Linked DNA regions of Mus musculus: region 1 is linked to region 2. Evidence: chromatin contacts called from public promoter capture Hi-C data. All regions are on one chromosome and are shown on one strand. Each heading gives the region's core, a stretch centred on a gene start, on an enhancer-like site or on the middle of the called end of the contact. The rest is flanking DNA. Distances are from core to core; before and after follow the strand shown. Region 1 overlaps Csnk1g1 (casein kinase 1, gamma 1). Region 2 holds the start of Plekho2 (pleckstrin homology domain containing, family O member 2).

Region 1 (6,068 bases), core at 1,631-4,130, 390 kb before region 2:
GACAATATGCTCTGAGGTGTGCATACTGCAGAGGAAGGCTAGCCAAGGCCATCCACAGGCTTCCTCTACTGATCATCTCTGGCGTCCTTCCATTTCTTCTCATGTACCACATTCTCTAGTTGTCTGGGACTAGTCAGATATCAGATTCTACATTTTTCTAGCATGTCACAGGATCAGATTGTGTTTAGGGGTATTTCCTCTTGTGCGTGTTGACATATGGGGGATAGAATTCGGGGTCTTCCACGTGCTAAGCATGACCTGTGCTACTACTAAACTACATCCCTAGCCTGGGGGAGGGGGGGAATCTTCCTTAGAAAATCTTAAAGTGGCATAGGGTTTCACCTGGGTGATAAGAAACTAGCTTTTATACAAGATTCAAGAAGCTTAATAACACAAATGAACACCTAGTTTCTAGAAAATTGTAAATTGTAATGTGTCAATTTATATTTGTTGTTGTTTCTTAAGACAGGATCTCTTTACAGTCTGGCTTGGCTATATAGACCAGGGTAGCTTTCAACTCAGAGATCTACATGCCTTAGCCACCCTAGTGCTGGTACTGAAGGCAAGTAAAACCAGGCCTGCTTATCTATCTATCTATCTATCTATCTATCTATCTATCTATCTATCTATCTATCTATCTATCTATCTATTTATCTATCTATCTGGAAGACAGGGTCTCAAAATGTAGATCAGGCTAAACTTGCACTCATAACAATCTTTCTGCCTCAGCCTCTTCAGACCAGAATGACAGGTATATGTCAGGTATGTTACATATATTTTTTTCTACCTTAGGGAGACAGTATGTTTCCTGAGCACAAAAATGGTGTGTGTGTGTGTGTGCGCATGCATGCACGTGCACAAGCATGAGAGAGAGAGAGAGAGAGAGAGAGAGAGAGAGAGAGAGAGAGAGAGAGAGAGAGAGAACATTCACTGTCTTTTAGGCTTGTCATTAAGCTACATCTCTACCCCATCAATATTTATATCCCCAGTAACAAGTACAGTATCTAACATATAGTAACAGATGCTTGCTAAAGTGAACCAAACTGACTTAGTCCTAGTTGGTGGGTCCAATTACTAGGAGGTGATTGGATCAGAGGAGGCTGACTTATCAATGGATTAGTTCAGAGGTAGATTCATAATTTGATGGCACTATTGACAGGTAGTAAAAATTAGAAAATGGAGCCTAATGAGAGGAAGTTGATCATCAGGACATAGTTTTGAATGGTCTACTATCTAGCTCCTGGAATCCATCCATCCATCCATCCATCCATCCATCCATCTTCCCCTCCTCTGGCTTTTTTTCTTCCAGACCCAATGAGGTGCACAGCTCTGCTGCACTATACAATTTAGTCATCTGTTCTTTTTTCATCAGACAATACCAACAAACGCAGGGAATTATGGACTGAAGCATTTGGAACCATGAACTAGATAAACCTCTCGTCTTGTATGCTCTTTATGAGAAACTAACATATGGGTATGTTTTTATTTCATTATTCAACTTGCTGAGAATCACCAGTAGTCTTATGCTAAGAGAAAATCAAGTGGTATTTTAAAAGTATTATCTTGGCCCTACAGTATAAGATAAAAGAGAACAACTAGGGTGAAACACAGGGCATTCTCCGAGCAGAGCACTTAGAGAACCACATTTCTGGCACAGGATGATTACAAGGATTATGAGCTAGAGCACGTGAAAGTCCTCTGTAAACTGAAAAGTATTAAATAAATCTCATTTTCATTATTATTTTAAGTATGAGGTAACAGCCCCCTCTAAAAAAACTAAAACAAATAAAATATTTCAGGTATTTTGAAGAGAAAAAATAAGTACCCCCAGTTAACATTTAATAGGGGATAAGAAAATAAGGCTAAAGTTGTGTCCTCATGCTAAGTGTGGCAGCCCACCCCTTTATCTAGTGCACAAAGAGTAAAGACAACAGGATCTTGAGTTTAGGGGCTACGTGAGATCCTATCTAGAAGGACAAAGATCAAAGGAGCAAGGAGATGGGTATGTGTGGGGATGGGTGTGTGTGTTGTGGGGGGGGAGATGCTCTTAGTGAGTGGAGAGCAGAAAAGTCAGAAGAGGAGCATAATCAGTGTGCTTTTCTTCAGTTCTCTCTAAACTGGAAAGCGATTGATTATGAAGTTCTTCTCAGATGATTCAATTTTATATTTAAAAAATTTACTAAATGTTGAAGTGAAGCTATTTCCTGCAGACATGACAAGACCATCTGCCATCATGAAGAATGACTCTTATGACTTATGAATACCTTGGTCTCCAGTCATCTGGACAAGAAAAGTAAGCGATACAGTGACAGCTACACATATGGCAATAATAACAGGGCTGCTAACATTCCCTGGTAGAAAGAAGGTAGAGGAGGTCTTCTGGAGATTCCAGTCACTACCACTCTCCTCACTCCCTGCAGCTCTGTGTGGTCCGAGGGGACAGGGTGACAAGTGATTTAAAGATAGAGGTTGCCTAGGAGTTAAGACTACAGTGACACAGCTCTCCAGAATTGGGACCTTCTGGTAAAGTATTATCCAGCTAGTTATCTAGTTATCCATGCTGTTGTAAGTAACCCCAATAAAATCATCAGGCCACCCTGACGAGTTCTTGATGGTTTCTTGAGCCTCTCAGTGCCCTATTTGGGGTGGGGGGAAGGTTGGTTCTTTATGCCTTCTAAGGGAACACAAGCATAAACTCAACTTTAGGTATGATTGTTGATACACTATAAAATGCTGACTGGTTTGTGCTTGTTTACTTTTTCTAAGAATGCCAAAAGAACTGAATAAATGTTATTCTCTTATTTAATAGCTAAAGAACACTGGAGGTGATGCAATAATTGTCCTGGGCCAAGCACTGTTTAAATCAATTCCTTTGCCAGGGGGCAAAGGCATCATGAAGATTGAACAGGGGCTGGTGAGAGGGCTCATGCAGTAAAAGCGCCTGCCACCAAGCCAGATGACCTGAGTTAAGATACCTAGAGCCCACCTAGCAAAGGGGACAACAAAAATCTGTGACTTCCACATGTACACAGTGGCACATGCCCCACCCGATAGACAAAATAGATAAAGTTTGTAATTAAAAAAAATTGTATAAGCCAACAGGAAATACAGACATTTAGAAGTTCAATCATTCAGTCAATATGCTCAGTGAATATACTGTACTCAGAAATGTTGCACTGGAAGAATTTAATGACAAAGATTTGTGGGTCAAAGTTCTATCCTTTTAAAATTAATAACTACTTCAACTAAACATATACATAAAATGTATCAATAACTGTGAGAAAAGGTACGCAGCTTAATGGACTGAAAATCTATGAATGAGCTGGCATGATACCAAGCACTCAAAGCTTTAGTAGCCACTGCATAAAATCTACAGGTTTAACTTTTTGTTCTAGGCTCTATCATTAATGACAGAGAAACTGTATTTACAAGTTTTGGAGCACTTTTAACTAAAAACTCAGCTTCTCTAAGAAGCAGCCTAGATATGCTACTGACATTAAAACATCTGAAGGAAAACTTCCTGATTCAGTGAGTTACCTACAGGCTACATTTACTGAAAGCTCCAGTAAGACAGCATTTCTCAAAGAATCAGTAGCTCTTAGTCAAGAGTCACACAATTAAGGAAACATAAAGGGTTTAATCATCTTTCTAGCTGTCAAGCTTTCTTGCCCTACAGTGGAAGCAGTACATATATAAATTACTACCTAACCTTTATTTCTTAAAATCCAGCAAGAAGAAATTGAGGCAGAAGCTGGAAAGCTCAGCAAATAAGAGCAGAGCAGGAAGGACCAAAGTTCAGTTCTTAGCATCCACGTTAAGTGGCTAACAACTAACTACCCCTAACTCCAGTTTAGGGGATCCATTGGTCTCTTCTAGTCTTTTCAAGAGAGGGGCATGTGTGTCCATGTACGTGTACACACACACACATACACACACACACACACTGAAGGAAGGAAGGAAGGGAAGGTGGGCAGTCAGTCAGTCAGGCAATTAGCATGGAGAATAAGTAAATACTTCTGCATACCTATGAATAGTTACCATTCTACTTAGTGAAAAGAGGGCAATTAGTCCACTGCTCCCTCCAGTCCCACCCAGAGATCGATCATCTCTTTATGTGTACAGGATGATTAAGGCAAAGATTGGTACTACAATGTTAAATTTTTCTCAAATAATGATCAGTTAATTTTAAGGATAATTTATATGCCAATTTCTCAATTTTTGAGTTTCAAATTTTCTTTTTTTTTTTTATTACGTATTTTCCTCAATGACATTTCCAATGCTATCCCAAAAGTCCCCCATACCCTCCCCCCCACTTCCCTACCCACCCATTCCCATTTTTTTTGACCCTGGCATTCCCCTGTACTGGGGCATATAAAGTTTGTGTGTCCAATGGGCCTCTCTTTCCAGTGGCCATCTTTTGATACATATGTAGCTAGAGTCAAGAGCTCCGGGGTTAGTTCATAATGTTGCACCTACAGGGTTGCAGATCTCTTTAGCTCCTTGGATACTTTCTCTAGCTCCTCCATTGGGGGCCCTGTGATCCATCCAATAGCTGACTGTGAGCATCCACTTATGTGTTTGCTAGGCCCCGGGAATTTCAAATTTTCAAAAGCTTTTTGCAGCTGGAGAGATGGCTCAGCAGTTAAGAGCACTGCTTTTCTGGGGGTCCTGAGTCTAATCCCCAGCAACCACATGGTGGCTCACAACTATCTGTAATGTGATCTGATGCCTTCTTCTGGCATAAAAGTGTACCTAGAGATAGAACACTCAAAATAAATAAATCTAAAAAAAAAAATGGTTATCAATAATAGCACTGGGCTGGAGAGATGGCTCAGCAGTTAAGAGTACTTGTTCTTTAGTTCTTAGTACTTGTACTTAGTTCCCAACACCAACACGGTGGCTTACAGTCATCCATAATGCTGGTTCCAGGAGAATTCAATTCTTCTGTGGGCATTAGGCACAGTCATTCAGACAAAATACTCATACACATAAAACCAAACCAACAACAAATAAAACAAAAAACCAAGTATTACTTTTTTTTTTGCAATACTGGGGATTGAACCCAAAGCCTCATGGATGCTACGCAAGTACTCTACTACTGAGCTACAGCTAACCTTTGTCTTTTTGGTTAGGTTAGGTTTTGAGAGAGTGTCTCATATATCCCATACTGGCTTTGAATTCATTATGCTGTCAAAGATGGATGGCCTGGTCTTCTGTCTCTATCTCCTAAGTGCTGAGATTATAGGCTGTGCCCACCATACCTAGCTTATAGGTACACTCTACCACCTGAGATATATCTTTAATACTGCTACTGCAAGTGGTATGATACAGGTGTACGCCACTATACTTGGCTTTCACATACACTTACTTGTTTGTTTGTTTGTTTGTTTGTTTTTCAAGACAGTTTCTCTGTATAGCCCTGGCTGTCCTGGAACTCATTCTGTAGACTAGGCTGGCCTTGAACTCAGAAGTCTGCCTGTCTCTGCCTCCCAAGTGCTGGGATTGAAGGCATGCGCCACCACCACCTTTATTTTTAAAGATCTTAGCACATTCATTTTACTATCATTGATGCAATGGGGGATGAACTCAGGGTTCACATATGACAAGCCATCAGTCGTTCTATAACCCAGCAACATATCTAGCCTCAGGGCATTCTTTGGAGAAAAATATTTAGTAAAAACAGACATTATTTTGAGAAATTTTTATTTCAGGCATATACATTTTATGTGTATGGGATTATAGTATTTATTTTTTCATGTAACTAATGGTCAGAAAAGTTATCTATAAAACCTGATTGAAAATCAGTGTCAATTACTTCATTTTGTGATAAAAAGCTTACAACAGGGGTCAGTCTAGTTTCTAAGACGTTCCTAAAGAATCAAACACTCAAAAAAAAAAAAAAAAAAAAAAAAAAAAAAAAAGCGGGAGGCAGGGGCAAGTGGAGTGGATCTCTGTTAGTTGGAAGCCAGCCTAGTCTACAGAGTAAGTTCAAGGACAGCCAGGGCTCCACAGAGAAACCCTGGGATTATAGGTGTGTAAATCACACTCATGCTGGGGCCTCAAAACTT
Region 2 (5,939 bases), core at 1,320-3,819:
CTTCTCCTCTCTGCTGCCCCCACGATTTGGGGGTCCAGTTGAAAACCTACACCCTATCTTTGATTTCCCTCCTTACCTACCGTTAAAACTTTATCTTCCTCCAAAATGTATACAGTCTGTTAATGTCCTCCCATTCTCATTCCACACCACAGCATGCTGTCATCTCGTCTTAGTTAGGGTTTTACTGCTGTGAACAGACACAGGACCAAGGTAACTCTTATAAAAAACAACATTTAATTGGGGCTGGCTTATAGATTCAGAGGTTCAGCCCATTATCATCAAGGCAGGAACATGGCAGCATCCTGGCAGGCACAGTGCAGGAGGAGCTGAGAGTTCTACATCTTCATCTGAAGGCTGCTAGCAGAATACTCACGGGGCTGATGAGATGGCTCAGTGGGTAAGAACACCCGACTGCTCTTCCGAAGGTCTGTAGTTCAAATCCCAGCAACCACATGGTGGCTCACAACCATCCGTAACGAGATCTGACTCCCTCTTCTGGAGTGTCTGAAGACAGCTACAGTGTACTTACATATAATCAATAAATAAATCTTTAAAAAAAGAATACTCACTTCCAGGCAGCTACCATGAGGGTCTTAAAGCCCATGCCCACAGTGACACACCTACTCCAACAAGGCCACAACTCCAAATAGTGCCACTCCCTGGGCCAAGCATATTCAAACCATGACACACCTCTACCCGAAATCACAGCAATAGATGGCTAGTTTCACTCTAATTATAAGCTGTTCTCCAAACAGCAAGAGATGGGGCTTGCTTGTTTGTTTCATTAGTTGGTTTTTAGAGATGGGGCTTCTCTGAGTAGCTTTGGCTGTTCTGGAACTCACTCTGTAGACCAGGCTGGCCTGGTCTCATAGAACTCACAGAAATCTGCCTGCCTCTGCCTCCTGAGTTGTACAAGTGGGATTTTATTTTGAGTTGTTTATCTTCCTGTCCAAGGAACTCTGTGCAGGATGGAATGTTTCAATCTTGGAGGAAACTGTTATTCAACACTGTGGCCCTGGCACACTGTTTTCTATATCCTTAAAAAAAACTAATTTGCCGGGCATGGTGGCACACACCTTTAATCCCAGCACTCAGGAGGCAGAGGCAGGCGAATTTCTGAGTTCGAGGCCAGCCTGGTCTACAGAGTGAGTTCCAGGACAGCCAGGGCTACACAGAGAAACCCTGTCTGGAAAAACCAAAAAAAAAAAAAATTATTTTATGTATATGAGTGTTTTTTCTGCAGTTATGTCTGTGCACCACTTACATCCCTGGTACACGAGGAAGCCAGAAGAGAACCTCGGATCGTCTGGAACTGGAGTTCCAGACAGTTGTGAGCCACGATGTGGGTGCTGAGAATCAAAGCCAGGTCCTCTGGAAGAGCAGCAAGTGTTCCTAACCAATAGGTCATCTCACAACCCCTCTCCACCCTTTAGGTGTAAGGACCAGTTCCAGGCACGAGGGGCAGTGTGTTCCATCCTCTTTCACGTTGAACTGAAAAGGACCTGAGCCCAAAGGCCAGCAGAGGGCAGTGAAAGAGAAGTTTGGTCAACTGATGTAGCTGAGGTTAGGTCACCCAGAGTCAAAACAGATCATCATTAATCTATCCCACAAGCACAAAATTCTGGGTGCTGTAGCATGCAGCACACCTGACTAGGAAAGATAGTGTGTGTGTGTGTGTGTGTGTGTGTGTGTGTGCGCGCGCGCGCGGGATGCTGGAGGTTTGGCTGTGACAGTCACTCTCCGAGCCTGTTTCTTCAAAATAAAAATAAAAGTACATGGTAGAACTTAAAGGGTTTCTTCACTCTCTAGCAACGTGGTCAGGTCAGGGCCGAAGGGAGTTAGGGTGATGGAGTCGGCTCACAACATGAGAACCAGAAAGGGGTTGAACGAGGGAAAGGAGAGCACAGAGTTTGGGATTTCAGAGACCCTCTATTAAGGAACCGAGTCCAAACTTGATTCTGGTCATAAATTCCAAGCTCATGGCCGGCCCCACCCTGAAGTTCCACAGACCGAAGACCATAGCCACTACTTCAAATTGGGGGAAGAAAGGGGACGAGCCTCTTTGTGTACTCATTTCTGAACTGCCCTGGCAGCTGGATCCAGTCCCCCGCAACCCAGGCCCACTGGGTTAGGCAACCTCAAAGGCATCAGCTACCCACTGCCTCCCGGGCTTGCTTGGTCAGCCGCGCCCCCGCCCCGCCCCGCCCCGCCCCCGCCCTGCCCCACCCCGCCAGCATCCCTCGCCTCCGCCTCTGGGCCGGAAGCCCCCTCCCCCTCCGTATCCCCCACCTCCCTAGCCTCTACCCCCTCCCAGTCCTTCTCCCTGCTTTGGTCCGGGAAACCTCTCTCCGCCCTCTTCCTGCTACTTCAGCTCCGCCTAGGTTCTTCCGTCCATTCCCGGAGCTGAAGACAGGCCCCGCCCAGGATCCGCCCTGGCCCCGCCCCTGAACCCCCCACCCGGCCATGCTCCTCACCCAGCTGCGGGCGGGGGCTTGGAGGCCGCTGTATCCCTCCCTGGCCCCGCCCCCAGCCCCCGGAAGCCCCTCCCCGGCTCCAGCCCCGCCCCCCGAAGTTTCTTGGGCCCCGGGCGCCCGGCGGGACAGAAGACAGCAAGCCGCCGCCCGGCTGCGCGTAGATGGAGCAAGCGGAGCCCGCGCAACGCGGGCAGCAGTAAGCGGCGAAGCCGCCGGACCTTGCAAACTCGCCATGGAGGAGGAGGTGAGGGCGAGGGCTGGGCCAGACGGAACAAGAGTGCTGGGCTCGGGTGCTGCCCGTCCTACTTCCACGGGTCTTTCTGCACAGTCCTTCCCTTCAAGCAGAACCTGGACCAATGGGGTAGGGGCGGGATGGAGGTCTCGTCTGCATCCCGCCGACAGCATCCTCAGTTATGTTTTGGGCGTTTCTTACCAACTGGAAACAGTGCCTGTCATGGTTCCCATTGGATTGATGGGGAGACTGAGGCTCTGGAGAGTTGGGTGACTTGCTGAAAGTAGACAGGGTTGCTGTGCTTGAATCCCGTTACACCCTTTCTTGGCTTTCTTTGCCTGCCTCAGCCAGGTCTGCTTCTGAGGTGTGTGTTAGGGGAGGGAAGTTCTTCAGGGTCCTGGGTCACTGTTTTCAAGAAATCTGAGATTGTAACGGAGCCTGATGGCAGGAACGAAGAAATTGCTTTTGTCTTCCTTGTGTAAATATCTCAGAGTTCCCAGTGCTCTTGAGCTGTGTCTATCAGAGGATGTTAGTTGAAGGGTCAGGTCAACTGAGTCTCCCGGTAGCAAGGACTGGATCAGCAACGTCCCTTGGGCCTCCTCTGCCCTCTGCATACAAACTAGATTTTGGCCACATTCTCGTTATCCAAGTATTCAGTATACAGCAGTCACTTATTGCACGAGTAAGAAGACATTCTTATCCCTTGAAGGGCGGGGAAGAAGATGAAGCCTTCCCTCCTGTAGCCACCCAGGCCAGCTGGGGAGCCTTCAGTGAGCTCAGCCATCCGTATTCCTGTCAGTGAGCACTTGCGTATTTCCTGGAGTCACTGCAAGGCTGGCTGTTCCCTCTAGGCTAGACCCCGAGTTTCTGTGAGGTGGTAGATAAGTCACTTCCCCTCTCAGCCCGGGTTTCCTCTTCTATGAAACACAGGGCCTACCCTCCTCCGCTAGACCTAACTGTGGTCCCTGCACTCAGAGTGGGTACAGGTAGGGGTCAAAGTCAGGCCACTATGTTTTGCTGTGGTTTCTTTCCTTGCTGTCATGGCGGCTGCCTGCCCTCGGTTCCACTCCTGCAATGGCTGTGCTCTCTGTCCAAAGCCCCTCCCCGTGCTCCCAGAGGATGTGGGTCAGAATTACTCCATCTCCTGATCTGCTTTGGTCCCCAGTTAAAGGAAGTTCTCCTGGGGCTTCCTGGGCTCAGCAAAGTCAGCCCTGTTCTCCCTCTGGTCCCTAATCTCTAACATGGCTACTTTGTGACTCCCAGATATCAAAAACTCCTGAAGTATCTGGGTCATTAAAGTCTTGTCCATGTTCCTTCCTCCCTTGAACTCCCAGGTCTCACCCACACAGTCAGGGTATCTCTGTGCCTGTCCTTTCTTTGGTACCCCTGACTCTTGTCGATTCCTGCTGATAGAGTTCACGTGTTCGCCTGTGTCTCTGTATCCATCCATCTCTAAAACACCTCTTAATCATGGTTACTTATCTGCCCTTGACCTCAGGCTACCTCATCTCCCTTCACATAATTGTCTTCAGCCTTCCTGCTTTGCACTTCCTGGATGCCAGCCACCCCTGAGGCCAGCCTCCCTTAGCCTCTGTATAGGATATAGGATGGTTGGTCCCTGTCAGGCTGAGGCTTGGAGGAGAGCTAGTTTGGGTTCGAGCATCTGCCTACCTGCGTTTTCTGGTCCTCATTTTCCCAGTTATAAAATGAGAAGGGGAATCTAGAAATTTGATAATGTGTGTACAAAAGCTTTGAAAACCAAACATATCACTGGTGGTGGTTGCTGACTGTGGGGTAAGGTTGGAAACCTTAGCTCTGCTCCACTACCCTCTCAAAGCCATGCCTTTCCCTGACTCTAGACTGCCCACTGTTGTCCTCATCCTTACTGAGACAGTCATGGCAGTGTCCTGTGGCAGTGCTGGTTTTGTGACACTGGGCTGGGCTCTAGTTCTTACTGTTGTGCTTTTTCTTTCTGTGGTAAAGGGGTTAAGAATGTGAAGTTTTATATGTGTGTGTGTGTGTGTGTGTGTGTGTGTGTGTGTGTGTGTGTGTGTGTTTTACCTGTATACATTTCTGTGAACCACTTGCCTATGGAGACCAGAAGAGGGCATCAGATAGCCTGGAACTGGAGTTAACCATGTTTGTGAGCCAGAGCTTGAACCCAGGTCCTCTGGAAGAAGTAGCTAGCGCTCCTAACTCTGCGCCAGCTCTCCAGCACCATGGCGATAGGAAGACTTTGGTACCTTTTTGCCTTTAATTCTCCACAAACACCTACCTTCCCAAAGCACTTCTTCACCAACTCCAGGCCCTTGTCCCAGCAGAAAGCTGGGATGGGGGAAATCCCTCAGGGTAAGAGCCATGAATTTCCCAGCACACAAGAGCCCCCTCAAGCGGGAGATAGCCACCTAGCCCCCCTGAAGCTTCTCACAGGCAGGCTGTGTTCTGTCTTCATTAGCCTGGAAGATCCTTTGAGCCAGGGCCTGAATTATTTCCCCTCTGTGTATTTTTTAAATTTGAGACAAAGTCTCACTATATAGTCCTGGCTGGTGGCCTCATACTCCCTATGTACACCAGATTGGCCTTGAACTCGGAGAGTTGGCTTCTGTTGGTTTCTGTCTGTTGTAACTTTGTCGTAGCTTTTCATCTAATCATTTCCTGCACAAGGTCAGTCTCCTTCCCCCCTTGCTTTGTAAAAGAAAATAGCCCTGAGACACTCCTGTGTCAGGCCTAGGCAGGCAGGCTGATGCCATTGGGTACTTCAGGAGCCGCTTGCCCTGAAATAGACGGGAGAATGCCCGCTGAGGTTGGCTGGGAGGGGGACAGAAACAGTGGTCAGCTGGTCAATAACAGAGGCGCTGGAGAAACTGGGCTGAGCAAGACAAAACCTTCCCTGTGAGTCCTGCCAAGGGGAGGGGTGCCTTGTTAAAACTTACTGGGGTGTAGCCAGCCCCCTGGTGGGAGGAGGTCTAAGGGGCAGGGATTGAGTTGGGTGGAGCGTGGGGGCAAGTAGGACCCTGGCTTTTAGCCAGACCTCCCATAGGATGCCTGGGCTTTGCTTTACTCCATCTGTAACCCCTCAGCTGTCCCCTCCCCTATCCCAAAATGAGCTCCTGCCCAGTCCCTTCCTGGTCCCACCCATCCTCACAGACCTTAGCCTAGCTTCCCTAGCTAATCTAGGCTTGGTATTCGCTAGGCACTGGTGTGCATTCCTAGAGTTCGAAGGTGACAGCAAT

What was found. Promoter capture Hi-C pulls out the DNA fragments that hold promoters and counts their contacts.
Region 1: a promoter capture Hi-C map of liver shows a contact between it and region 2, with 2.1 times the contacts expected there. The contact joins the enhancer-like site here to the promoter of Plekho2 in region 2. A contact is called at or near these places in 1 of 39 promoter capture datasets (liver), 4 of 115 datasets of contacts at active chromatin or transcription factors (bone marrow-derived macrophages, embryonic forebrain, embryonic stem cells and 1 more) and 1 of 9 other capture datasets (adipose tissue).

Annotation. Positions count from the first base shown.
Region 1 is chr9:65,965,758-65,971,825 of GRCm38.p6, reverse strand. The region is part of intron 3 of Csnk1g1 (casein kinase 1, gamma 1); the gene reads right to left. Among named protein-coding and RNA genes, the nearest start is that of Gm22657, 16 kb to the right of the region's middle. Within about 2 kb of position 2,880, at least 1 of the 459 cell types and tissues checked has an H3K27ac peak or open chromatin away from gene starts, as enhancers often do. A contact at or near this core is called in liver, where this site is marked.
Region 2 is chr9:65,576,717-65,582,655 of GRCm38.p6, reverse strand. It overlaps Plekho2 (pleckstrin homology domain containing, family O member 2), which reads left to right and starts at 2,569. Exons shown (of 6, transcript NM_153119.3): 1 at 2,569-2,718. The coding sequence starts at 2,707.